Regions from separate parts of the Mus musculus genome. Here regions 1, 2 and 4 are each linked to region 3. A link is a contact called in public Hi-C and HiChIP or PLAC-seq data. All regions are on one chromosome and are shown on one strand. The core of a region is the stretch at or near the end of the contact, and the rest is flanking DNA. Distances in the headings are between cores, read along the strand shown. Region 1 has its middle 43 kb from the start of Gm51629. Region 2 overlaps Gm51629 (a long non-coding RNA gene). Region 3 holds the start of Kansl1l (KAT8 regulatory NSL complex subunit 1-like). Region 4 has its middle 62 kb from the start of Gm51629.

The links. A called contact is a pair of places that touch in the nucleus more often than the background predicts. HiChIP or PLAC-seq counts read pairs in DNA pulled down with a chosen protein or histone mark.
Region 1: an H3K4me3 HiChIP or PLAC-seq map of forebrain shows a contact between it and region 3, with 3 times the contacts expected there. The contact joins the enhancer-like site here to the promoter of Kansl1l in region 3. A contact is called at or near these places in 10 of 39 promoter capture datasets (the 3T3-L1 cell line, 3T3-L1-derived adipocytes, the C10 cell line and 6 more), 8 of 484 Hi-C or Micro-C datasets (the N1E-115 cell line, embryonic stem cells, muscle stem cells and 2 more) and 13 of 115 datasets of contacts at active chromatin or transcription factors (astrocytes, embryonic basal ganglia, embryonic forebrain and 7 more).
Region 2: a contact with region 3 is called in an H3K4me3 HiChIP or PLAC-seq map of pro-B cells, with 2.4 times the contacts expected there. The contact joins the enhancer-like site here to the promoter of Kansl1l in region 3. A contact is called at or near these places in 3 of 39 promoter capture datasets (the C10 cell line and pre-B cells), 1 of 484 Hi-C or Micro-C datasets (pre-B cells) and 2 of 115 datasets of contacts at active chromatin or transcription factors (large pre-B cells and pro-B cells).
Region 4: a contact with region 3 is called in a Hi-C map of Sertoli cells, with 5 times the contacts expected there. The contact joins the enhancer-like site here to the promoter of Kansl1l in region 3. A contact is called at or near these places in 11 of 39 promoter capture datasets (the 3T3-L1 cell line, 3T3-L1-derived adipocytes, the C10 cell line and 7 more), 8 of 484 Hi-C or Micro-C datasets (the N1E-115 cell line, Sertoli cells, embryonic stem cells and 3 more) and 13 of 115 datasets of contacts at active chromatin or transcription factors (astrocytes, embryonic forebrain, embryonic hindbrain and 8 more).

Annotation. Positions count from the first base shown.
Region 1 is chr1:66,185,652-66,188,725 of GRCm38.p6, reverse strand. It overlaps a transcript of Map2 not described here. Among named protein-coding and RNA genes, the nearest start is that of Gm51629, 43 kb to the left of the region's middle. Within about 2 kb of position 1,480, at least 44 of the 459 cell types and tissues checked have an H3K27ac peak or open chromatin away from gene starts, as enhancers often do. A contact at or near this core is called in astrocytes, forebrain, hippocampal neurons and 1 more, where this site is marked.
Region 2 is chr1:66,222,217-66,224,916 of GRCm38.p6, reverse strand. It overlaps Gm51629 (a long non-coding RNA gene), which reads left to right. Exons shown (of 3, transcript XR_003947841.1): 3 at 1-2,700. It also overlaps a transcript of Map2 not described here. Among named protein-coding and RNA genes, the nearest start is that of Gm51629, 7.1 kb to the left of the region's middle. Within about 2 kb of position 1,371, at least 7 of the 459 cell types and tissues checked have an H3K27ac peak or open chromatin away from gene starts, as enhancers often do. A contact at or near this core is called in pro-B cells, where this site is marked.
Region 3 is chr1:66,815,964-66,819,023 of GRCm38.p6, reverse strand. It overlaps Kansl1l (KAT8 regulatory NSL complex subunit 1-like), which reads left to right and starts at 1,429. Exons shown (of 15, transcript NM_001122738.1): 1 at 1,429-1,650.
Region 4 is chr1:66,167,410-66,170,145 of GRCm38.p6, reverse strand. No RefSeq gene overlaps it. Among named protein-coding and RNA genes, the nearest start is that of Gm51629, 62 kb to the left of the region's middle. Within about 2 kb of position 1,280, at least 14 of the 459 cell types and tissues checked have an H3K27ac peak or open chromatin away from gene starts, as enhancers often do. A contact at or near this core is called in Sertoli cells and muscle stem cells, where this site is marked.

The DNA.
Region 1 (3,074 bases), core at 231-2,730, 630 kb after region 3:
ATAGAAAAAGGCTCTAACTAGGTTAAGTTAGGTCTGCAAATAATTCTCTAACAGAAAAAGAATGTAATGTATATTGTATTCATTTAAAATATTATGTTAGATAAGTGACTACTCCAATCTTCACCATTGGTTTCTGAGTTTTGAAATTTTATTCCTCTCTTGTGATTTAACATATTAGTGAATAAGATACAAATCTTGCTACAGGGATTTAGAAGGTATAATTAAATCTCTGAACGCTGTGAAAGATTTTCAAAAATAATCTTCTTTTACAACCTCAAAAACGTGATTGCTGCAAGTTAAATACAAGTCAAGCTGTGGTCTAGGCTACTCAGGAGGTTTGGCATCTGCCTTCTGCTTCACTTTGCTGTTTCATTAGGTACCAGGTTCATCAGACTCCTATTATTTTTCTTCTGTATGGTTCTCAGCTATGCCAGGCTTCTGCCTGTGTTGATGTTACTCCCTGTGTTTGAACACTCACCCACTTCCATAGCTTGGTATTTATTAATCTTGCAAACAAAGGCAGTGCATCCCACTGAAACCAAGCTCTTGACACGCGCGCACACACACACACACACACACACATATATGTTTATATATATATATATATATATATATATATATATATATATGTATATGTATATATGTATATATATTTGTCTCTGGGCATTCATTTTTGTTTTATTTGCTAACTTTGTGTCTTCCTGATAAAACATTGCCTCTTTGAGGGCAGGAATTTGAATGGCTTCTCCTGAAATTCTTCACACTCAGAAAAGTCCCTGCTCTACCTTTAGGATCTGAAGCCCTCATTTAGTAAATGAGTACACTGATGAATAATTGCATGTGAGGTAAGAACTATTGAGGCCACACCAGCTTTTCAGTCAAGTGGCAAAGGAAGAGTGAGTGAGCCTTCCTCTTCATATAAGTATCTCATTTACTGAAATGTACACAATCTTAACTGTTTAAAGATAAAGTTTTAGCCTCAGACTATCAAATTGAATCTGAGTGGAAGGGCAGAGAATAAGTTTCACTTTCTCTCTCAGCTTTGCCTGCTTGCAACAGTTAAGATGGTTCCCCTGTAAATGGCTTCCAATAAAGACACTTCTGAGAAAAACATGCTCAGAATTTGCCATCTGTGTACACGTAAAATCCTGTAAGGAATACTATCCTGTCTTCTCAGTGATAAAACAGGCACTCCCACTCTGATGGTCAAATATGTTCCTCGAGAGGATCAGGACACCCTACTCGGTACTCTGTAATAGACATTCGAATGCCTTCACTCCCCAGAGAGGGCTAGCGTTTCGGTCTTCAGCAGAGAGCATGTTTCTCTTTAAATATTTAAGCATTCTTTCTGCTTAATTTCTTTCCTCCAAGATGCACTTCATGCCTTTCAAATATTTGTCAACTGAAGACTCCACAATGCCTAAGCAGCGTGGGTGCAGGTGTAGTGCTACTGAACACAGTAACCATGGCAACGCCTAATTCCCATTTAATTTGCTATTTCCTTAGAAGAAGCAAAAACACAAGAAGGATGAAGCACTGTAGGCAGAGAAACAGGAAGGCACGCAGGAGTGGGACGGTGAGTGGGAATTAGACACAGACAGCGGCCTACAGGCTTTCTCCTTCACTTCCTTTAACTAAAAATGCCAAGGCCGGGGAAGCACAAAAACTATTTTTGAGAAAACACATTTATGGTGCTGCATATCAGAAAAAAAGTTCAACCTGGCTATTTTGGTTGGACTCTCTTTGTACATAGGACCAAGTTTAAACACAACCCCAGTGAACCTGAAGACCTCGGTGAAGATAGTTCAAGGTGATTTAAACTCCTTGGCTATCCAGGTCCCCTGAGTCTGGGCATTCCTCCCCAGAGTCTAAGCTTCTATCCTGAGATCCAAGCCACAGGAATGGCCCTGGGGCAGGAGCCTCTAACTGTTTCCTGGATCAGATTTAGTCTCTGAGCTTTCACAGGAGAAGCTGGCACACATCTAGTTGGAATGGCCCTAAAATTCCGAGTCCCTCCCACTTTTATATCCATTTGACAGTCAACTGAGTCACAAGACTGGGCAGGTACAACTGCCACCTTACTCCACCCTTAGCTCAGAAAACAGAAACATAAGTAGGTCTGGGGACACAGAGCCAGAGTGGCATGTGTCTTCTATGGCACCCCTTAAAAACAGTGAGTCTGGGCACAAATTACACAGTCTCATACCTAGTTCCAAATTAACTACCTTAGGAAAGTCACTCATTGGCTGCCTGCCTCAGCTGGCTTACTGATCCATCTTTCTCTGTCGAATACCTTTAGATTCATATATAGTTAGTAAAATCTTGACAGCCGATGCCCCTTTAGGGCACAAAAGAATTGCTTTAGGAATATACGATTTTTTGCTTCTCAATTTAAGTGATTCATTTTTTTAACAGGGTCTCATGTAGCCTCAACCTGCTCTGTTGTAAAAGTTGACTTGATCCTCTGATCCTCCTGTTTTCATCTGCTCTACCACGAGCTGTTGATGCCACGCTGGAACTCTAACTCGGGGCTTCCTGCAAGCACTTTACCAATTGAACTGTATCCCTGGCCTAGTCTGAACAATTTAAAATATTACGGACATAATATTTCCAGGCATGTAAGTACACAATCCTTTTTTAAAGGCAGTAAGTTCTCATGGTTACAAAATGCAGCAGTGCTGTTTACAATACAAATATATTAGGAAGGTCGAGGTGAAGATTGTATTTCAAAACAGGTTACTCATTTTAATGATTTGTATTAAAAAAAATAAAGAGCTATAGGCTCTTATAAATTCCCATGATGGTCCCTGTAAAATCCACAAGAGTCTGAAATCAGAATGTAGAGGACTGTACAAAGTTTTTGAAGCAACCAACCACACACATTTAATGTATTCCCACTCAAAAGGAAAAATGAACAAATGAGTAACAAACCCTACTCTGGGACACTCTGTACACACTTTATGAAGGAAGCCAACTTCAGCCTGAGTTACAATGTTTCACCCACAACCACACCATCCTATACTGGGACACTCTGCATACACTTTATGAATGAAGCCAACCTCAGCTTGAGTTGT
Region 2 (2,700 bases), core at 122-2,621, 590 kb after region 3:
AACAAACATTTAGCCTTTTAATTCAGAGTTGTTTCCCATTGTCTTTATAAAAAGAGAGAACAAAATTTCAATTATAATTTATATATCTCAAAGACAACATTTTTCAACTATCCCTTTTGAAGAACTATTCAGAAGGCAGTTTTCCACTCATGGCTTGTGGTTTGCCTGTGTGTATAAACACATAGTAGGATGTTAATTTCTTTATGTAAACTTCCAACAGTATTACAGACTGTTCTCAACTGGTATATAAATATAAATCAATTCTCCAGTCTGTAGGATGAAGATAAATAGAGCTAGGTACATTCTGTGCCATACACTTGGAAAACTGGGGAAGGATATGAATGCTTTCAACTTAATCAATGGTCATTTGATAGTAAGTGAAGAGCTGTCACTTGAGAAAGTCTCTACTGAAATTACCACCTTGACAGGGAGGAGACAATGAGATTATAATTGGGAATATATACATTTATGCATATACACATATGCAAGCTATAACAAGAAGTGACAAAGAGGCCATGAGTCTGAAGGAGCATAGGGAGAGGTATATGTGAAGGTCCAGAGGAAGGAAGGGGAAGGGAGAGATGCTACAATTATATTATAATCTCAAAAAATGCACAAAAATATTCTCAAATAAGATTCAGAATTCAGATGTGTTCTTTGAAAATTGAGAAAATTACCTATGTATTTCTTCTTCCTATTTATAGATTTGAGCTACATATATAAACACATATAGACATAAACACACATAAACACACACATAATAAATGCATATACATACAATAAACACACATTAATAAACATGCACACACATATACATAGGGCTAAAATAACAATTTTCATGTATTCCTTCACTGTGTAATACAATATTACTTCATAAGTAAATTATTTCAAACTTCAATAGCATACCCCTTTCTTAAAATGTCATATCTTAAAAGAGTTGCTATTTTTATTTATATACAAATTAAATTATAATAATGTAATCCTTTTCCTTTCTCATAGCAATATTTATTTCCAAAGTGAAATATACTAAATTGAATCCTGATCAAACTACTATCAGAAATGAAATTTAGAATACCTATCCTATAGACTATAGATTATTTTCTAGGCTGACAGAATAATCAATAGGTAATATTAGAGAACCTACATCTTTACCTTCCTACAATCCAAAGTATAAAACAAAAACAAAAACAAAAACTACACAAAACACTTGTAATCCTTACTTTCTGGCTAAGAAAAACATCTTACTGACTGGTGTGTTCAGCAGTCATTGTCTTAAGTCATTTAACTCAATTGGCTGCAGTGAGCCAAGGCTTACATCAAAGCAAAGAACATGTGCAAGACAAAACCACAGCCAATTGTTACCAAAATTGCTTTGTTCACCTCCTGGCTGCTCTCCTGTATTTCCAACTCCCCTGGGTTAGCCACTAGCTGCTACAGAGAGCATCTGAGGTAATGAACGCTGTTTTTAAAGCTTGCCTCCTCCTCTGAAGTATTCAATGTCAGGAAACACCCTGAATCAGGATTGCAGAATGTGAGCAAGTCTCTGGGCACAGACTCACCTGGTTAAGACAAACAGAAGTGGATCTCTTCAAACTGAAGGCAGCTTGCTGGAAATATTTTTTTCATGAGGAAATCACAGGAGAAGATATGAGACTGCTTTTTGTGAAATACACACTGGAAAATACAGTGTAAACGTGCAGGCACTCACTGTTTTACAAGGGGTGGTTAAATGATGAATAATAAGTTCAGTTTTATTCCCTGACTTGTTCCAATTGATAATTACATTCTTCATATGTAAAACCTTTATTAAAGATTTCACAAATTGGTCTTAAGAGTACTTCAGATGGCTCATTAAGAATTCTTATACTTTTTAAGGTTATAGACCAAAAGGAGCTGGAGAGATGGCTCAGTGGGTAAGAGTGTTGGCTGCTCCTCCAGAGAACCCAGGTTCAATTTTTAGCCCCCAGTTCTCAGCTCACAACTTGTCTGTTGCATCATGAATTTATAGTATTCCTTTCTCTTTTGCTACCTTGATGAAGAATTTCATTTGCATGAACTTTTTAGGACTCTTTTAAAGTCAGAAAATGCTGAGAGGCCAGATTTACTTTATTGTTAAAATATCTCCTTGCCTTAACGTTTTTTAAAAACACTTTTAGCATTTAATGAAACCACAAAATAATACCAGGGTTCTTTTGGGCAAGTATGCTTATAATTTTATAGAAATCACTCTTAATTTCCCGTTATTACACTCCATATTAATATATAAACATCCCAGTATTACTTGTCAGCACACACAGCTTCAAATGTTAATGTAAAGACTGCTGTTGAGTGATGGATCCAAGAGCAGTGCTGCCTCAATTTATATATCTGTGGTCCATAGCTTAGAACTATGTATACTTGGCCACTTTGCCAATAAGGATGAGAAAATGACATTACCAAGCTAAATGATTGAATATAAGTTTGCATACAATGCTTGCCTTGACATTTTAAAAGTAAATGAACCCTTCATTCACAAAGGGTAAAAGACATTCTTAAATATTAACATACATCAAATAAAGAGGCATGGTCCTATTGTTGAATATCACTCCCTTGTTTTTTATTAAATGTGGAAATCAAGGATATTGTTCTTAAAATATTTAGTAAATCATCATGATATGATAACCCTCAAAAGACAATTTATCATAAATGTATAATAATTAG
Region 3 (3,060 bases), core at 180-2,679:
TGCATATCATCTCCACCTAAGGGTACTGCTTTCTAAGTTATTCATGCCTTCCTCCCATTTTTTTTTTTTTTGTGAAGCCTTTAAAATGAATGCCCAGGTGAATACAGGATCTTAGAACTGCTTGATCACCGTTGACTTCTCAAACGGCTATACATCCACTGTGCAGTTTTGTTTTGGGTTTAGACACAGTCTCAGTATGTCGCTATGATTATCCTGGACCTAACCACTAGACTAGGCTGGCCCACCTGTGCCTGGGATTAAAGGTTTGTACCATCACTCCAGACCCTACCACATTCTTTAAGTGTTTTACCCATCCCTTTAAATATGACAAATATCCAGTGTTTACTTTTTCCTCCAACACACTGTTAGTCCATGATTTTTAATTGAATGAAGGCAAATCTATTTTCTGGACTGCCCATCCTTGACCCATATTGAGCAATTATTGTTCTGAGTAATTTTTATAACCATTTTCCCTACTGTAGGCAGTTTATCATAAAAATTATTTCAGCTATTTATTCATGTACTAGAAAAAGAAAGAACAGTTAATTTTCCAACTCTGGTAATGTCTTAAGTATTGCTTCTTTATGACTTCAATTCTATACACTCCTGCCTGTAAGCCCTTCCAAATAAATAAGGTAGAAGTGATATATCGATCTAAAAATTCTAGTGCCTTTTCACTTCCTACAGCATTCTAGTGAAAATCTGCTTAGCAAAGCGTCTAATCTATTATCTAAGGAGCTATATTTAGGCTATCGTTTTTTTCTCAAGCATCAAGTTCAAGCCTGGGGAAATGCCCGGGTGCGTTTAACGGTGGTGAGCTGCGAGCTGCGAGCTGGGCCAGGTGCAAGACTCGCTCGCAGAGATGTTTCTGTCTCTAGCCAACTGTTTCCATTAAAATCCCGCTGGTCTGCGCTACCTCAGAGTTAACTGCAGAGCTCCTTAATCATAAGCTAACTCAAATGTATCCATGGCAGGTCTGCCACCTATTTTAAGGTCCTCAGAGGTCCGACAGAGCATGACTCGGGATCGAGCCTCTGGGACCCATAGAAGCAAAAGGTTGGAGCGTTGAGGGCTGCTTAACCCTCGGCCTGGCCAGGACGGCCCTGCCCGCCCGGAGTTTCCAGGTCTTATTTTCCTGTAACAGACCTAAAGAAACCGCAGCGCCCCGCAGCACGGCCGGCGGGGTGACTTTTGCGGGCTGGCACCGGGGTGGAGAGAGCGCGGGACAACGGCGGCGCGGAACGCACTGGGAGCCGGCAGAGTTCGGCCACCGCGCTCAGGCTGCTTTCAGAACGCTCCCAGCGGCTTCCGCGGGCCCCGCCCCCGCCGGGGTTTCCCCGCCGCCCGTCTCATTTGCATGGCGCGCCCCTCCCCCGCTGCCATTGGCCGGCGCCGGGCCCCGCCCTCCCCCACTCCCCTCCCTCCGCCGTAGGGTTCCGTCCCCCGAGCGCCCGGAGCTGCGGGCAGCGGGCGGACTGTTAAACCGCGGCGGCGGCGTCAGCCGGGGCGGGAGCGGGGCGCGCTCTGGAGACGAGTCGGCGGCGCCCCGGGTGGGGGGAGGCGGGCGGACAGCTAGAGATCGCCTCGGCGGCCCCCACCACGGCCGGACCGAAGGTGCGGCGGCGGAGGGCAGCCAGGGCGCCCCAGCAGGCGAGTGGCCGGCGTCGCAGCGGCGGGCTGAGGGGGGTGGGTCTCCTCGGCGGGGGACGGCGGCGGCGCGGGGCGGGAAAGAGCGGAGAAGACCGCCGGGTGGACTCGCGGGCTCGGCGTCCGCCGGGCAGCCCCCTTTGCACCCCGAACCCTGCTTGCCGTTGGACTGCGGGCCCCGGCACAAGACCGTGCTTTGGGGCAGGGGTCGGACCGCAGCCAAATTTAAACGGCTAAACCTAACAGCCTTGGCAGACACGGCGGGGAGGGGAGGGCGGGGCAGGGGGCGGGCCTGGATTCGAGTCACGTGGGGATGGGGCGGGGCTTGGCAGGCCTCCCTTTTGTTTTGGCTGGCGCGTGCGCAGAAGGCGGAACACGTGGTTTTTCTTGGGCACGCCCTCTCCCTCCCCCCCCCCCCGCCCCCCGCAAGGCTGGAGCAGCGGCGCCTGTCCTGGGGGTGTGGGGCGCTCTGTGGGAAGCTTTCCGTAACGCTGAGCTTGGCTGGCCAGCGGCGACATTAATTTCTTCTTATTTGGGGCCGTTATGGATTTGGCCTTTAGAATTGTTTGGGGTGGAAGGGAGTGTTGTGGTTTATTGAAAGGTAACCGGTCCGAGTTGGTGTTGCTGCTTGTGCCCAAGAGGGGAGAGGGCTAGCTTTAAAAAAAGAAACAGCGTTTGGTAAGGAGAAATAAATGCAGGACGGTGTTGTGTGGTCCCAAATCGGGGAAGGAGCTGTTGGGATCTGCCTTGCGAGGAGCGGGCGCTGCGTGGGCGTCCTCGGTACCCCCGCAGAAGGCGCGGTGGCGGTTCCCTGTCCTCGCTGTTCCCATCGCGGGTTCCCGGGAGACTGGAGTTGTGGGAGTCACCTTCTGGCTTTGATTCCCCCAGCTTGGACGCAGAATGTGCCGGAGAGACTAAGAAAGATTGGCCGCCGCCGCCGCCTTTAATAGTTTAACTTTGTGTTTGTAGAAAGGTTTTTAAATCCTGATTGGATAGGGCAAGTTTGATAGCAACATAACTTCCCCGAAACTGTTCCTGAGCACAGCTGGCAAAACAGGCAGGATTTGAGGGTAGAAGTAGTTCTAAAAATAATTCGACAGTGGAGGGGGAAAAGCGCAGGTGTGGAACGCAGACTGTTTAGTAATGCCGGGGGTTGATTTCTGCGGTTTCCAGAGAGCTAACTAGCCGTTTCCTTGGGCAAGTCACAGCCTTGCTGATACATCTGTTTCCTCTGGAAAACCGTTTCGTAATACAGTTCCTGCCTTAAAAGAGTGTAATGAAGATCACGTGCCTTGTGTTAGTGAGCATAAATCACCACGTAATGTGGTGGTGTAACATAACGTCAGTTTTTAACAAAGCTAGCATATTTTTGGAATTTTAAGAATAAGCCGTGAAGTAAGATATTTGATTTTC
Region 4 (2,736 bases), core at 31-2,530, 650 kb after region 3:
GGTAATATACCAACAGTTTATTTCAAATTCAATTCAGCTGTTGTAGAGAATGTACTTTACATGATTGAATTCTTTTTTATTTAAATACAAGGGTAGAACCCAGGACCTCACACCTTAAGCTACATCCTCATAATGTCATTCTCTTAAATGTGCTAAAGCTTATTTTTATTTTTAAAATTTATTTTATGTGTGGCATTTAACATCATTGATATTCTCTGTGGTATTATCAAGAGTTCACTGAGAATGTATCCGAGACTCACATATATTATATACAGAAGACTATATAAAAGACCATGTCAAAGCACAGATGAAAATATCCATGGATTCAGATTAGGCAAAGAATTCTTAATTATAATTCCAAAACCATTAGCTCCTCCCACAAAATGAACAAATCAATATTAAAACCTTTTGTTTTTCAAATGGCTTCATTATTAAAAACCTTAGCAAACAATATTGGAAAGAATATGTTCAAATTATTTTGCTTATAAAGGACATATATCCAGAAATTATAAAGAATTCTCACTGTGTAGTGTTTAAGGAGATAAACATCCCCATTATGTATTAAAAATGAGACAGTTATTCATATTGCTGATTATCCATCACAATAATATTATAACAGGCACTTCACTACCAAGGGTATAATAACAGCAGTTAAGAACATACAGAGAGGGTTCGTATCATGAATCAATATGAAATTCTAATTCAAATTGCAACAAGATGTTACTAATACACACTAAAATGTGTTCAGTTCAAAAGATAAACAAAAATGTCAAGTGCTGATATGGCTGTGAGCAGGGAAAACCCTAGGGATTGTAGATTAATATAAGATTACAGAAGTGAGCATCTACTTTGCATAGCTTTTAGTCCACTTTAAAAACTTAAGAATATACCTACCACATGACCTAACTATTCTATTCTCATCCACTTAGCCTAGAAAAAAAAATCTTCGTGCTCATAGGAGCATAACATCCAATATTCAAAAAATGGAAGTCGTCCAAACATCTATCACTTAGGAAGTTGAATGAACCAAGTATGACAGATTTCTGTGCTAGGACACAGTGCTGTCTCAGGGCCCAGACACTGACACATGAAACAACCAGGATAAACACTGAGGCATTTTGCTAAATTGAAGGAGCCAGATACAAAGAACTTCCTGTGTGACTTTATTCGAATGGCATTTTATAAAAAGCAAAGCTGCCAAGCCCACAAGGAGATCACTAGTGGCCAAGGCCAGGGGTGGGAACAGCAACTGATCATAACTAGCGTGGGAATTCAGTGTGGTGTCTCTAGAGCGCCACAGCTGGAATGGGAGCACGCCACTGAGCTCTTCAGTGCTCATCAAATATCGTTTGTACTGGGAGGGTGGATTGGTTTGTTTATTTGCTTGCTTTTTGAGGGAGGGTTTCTCTGTGTGTCCCTGGCTGTCCTAAACCAGGGTGATCTTGAACTCAGAGATCCAGGAGCATCTACTCCCCAAGTGCTGGGATTACAGATGATTAGAAAATTTTTAACATGCAAAATATATCCCTATAAATGTGTTAAACTGTACAATTGGCTGCTAAATGGGTTGTTATATAAATGTTCATTAATCGGTATTGTTTATACTGACATACTTATTGATATCCTCTCTGCTTTCTTTAATTCTCAGATGGAATCTCAAGAATTGAAATCCACAGCTATAATTATATAATTGTCCCTATTTCCTTTTATTTCCATTAAAAATTTCCAACATGCATTTTCTACAACTAAAATAAAATGCATCCTTTTAGTGCACATGTGTGATAATCATTATTAATACACATGTAGGACTTCTTACATCTTATTGATGAATTGATACCTATCATAATTCATTTTCCTCCTTTTCTGGTAATATGGTTTTGATGAAATTTACTTTGAATAATATTAATGTATTAGTTTGGGTTTCTATTGCTGTGATGTAACACCCTGAGTACAAAAAGCAAGTTGGGGAGAAAAGCATTTATTTAGTTTACACTTCCATTTTGCTGTTCATTATTGAAGGAAGTCAGGGCAAGAACTCAAACATGGCAGGAACCAGGAGGTAGGAGCACATGCAAAGGCCATGGCGCAGTGTTATTTACTGGCTAGCTTCCCAAGGATTCCTCAGTCTGCTTTCTTATAGAACCCTGGGCCAGTAGCCCAGGGATGGCACCATCCTTTATGGGCTAGGCTCTCTCCCACTGATCACTAATTGGGGGAAAAGCCCTAAAGCTGGATCTTGTAGAGGCATTACCTCAACTGAGGCTCCTCCCTCTATGATGACCCCAAGTTTGTGTCAAGTTGACACTCAAAACCAGCCACTAAAATTAATATAATAATGCCACACATTTTAACAATTATGTAGCATGTATTCCATGCCATACTTTTAGCATGAGGACTGTGGTGTTATCCCAGAACCTATGTATTCCAGCTTGAGTATGGTGGTCACCTGTAATCTCAAGTCTAAATTGTTAGAAACAAGCAGGTCCCTGAGGTTCACTGGCCAGCCAGTCTTTCAGATTCACTGAGCTCCAACTTCATTGGGAAACCATGTCTTGAAAATTAAGGAAGAGGGAAATGGAGAAAAACACATTTAAGTGGATTGAAGTCAACCTCTGGCCTCCAGGTGATCACAAGTGCATACATACATGCATACACACACACACACACACACACACACACACACACACACACACACACACACACACACGAAAAGAAATCCCACAGTAATCACTGCTC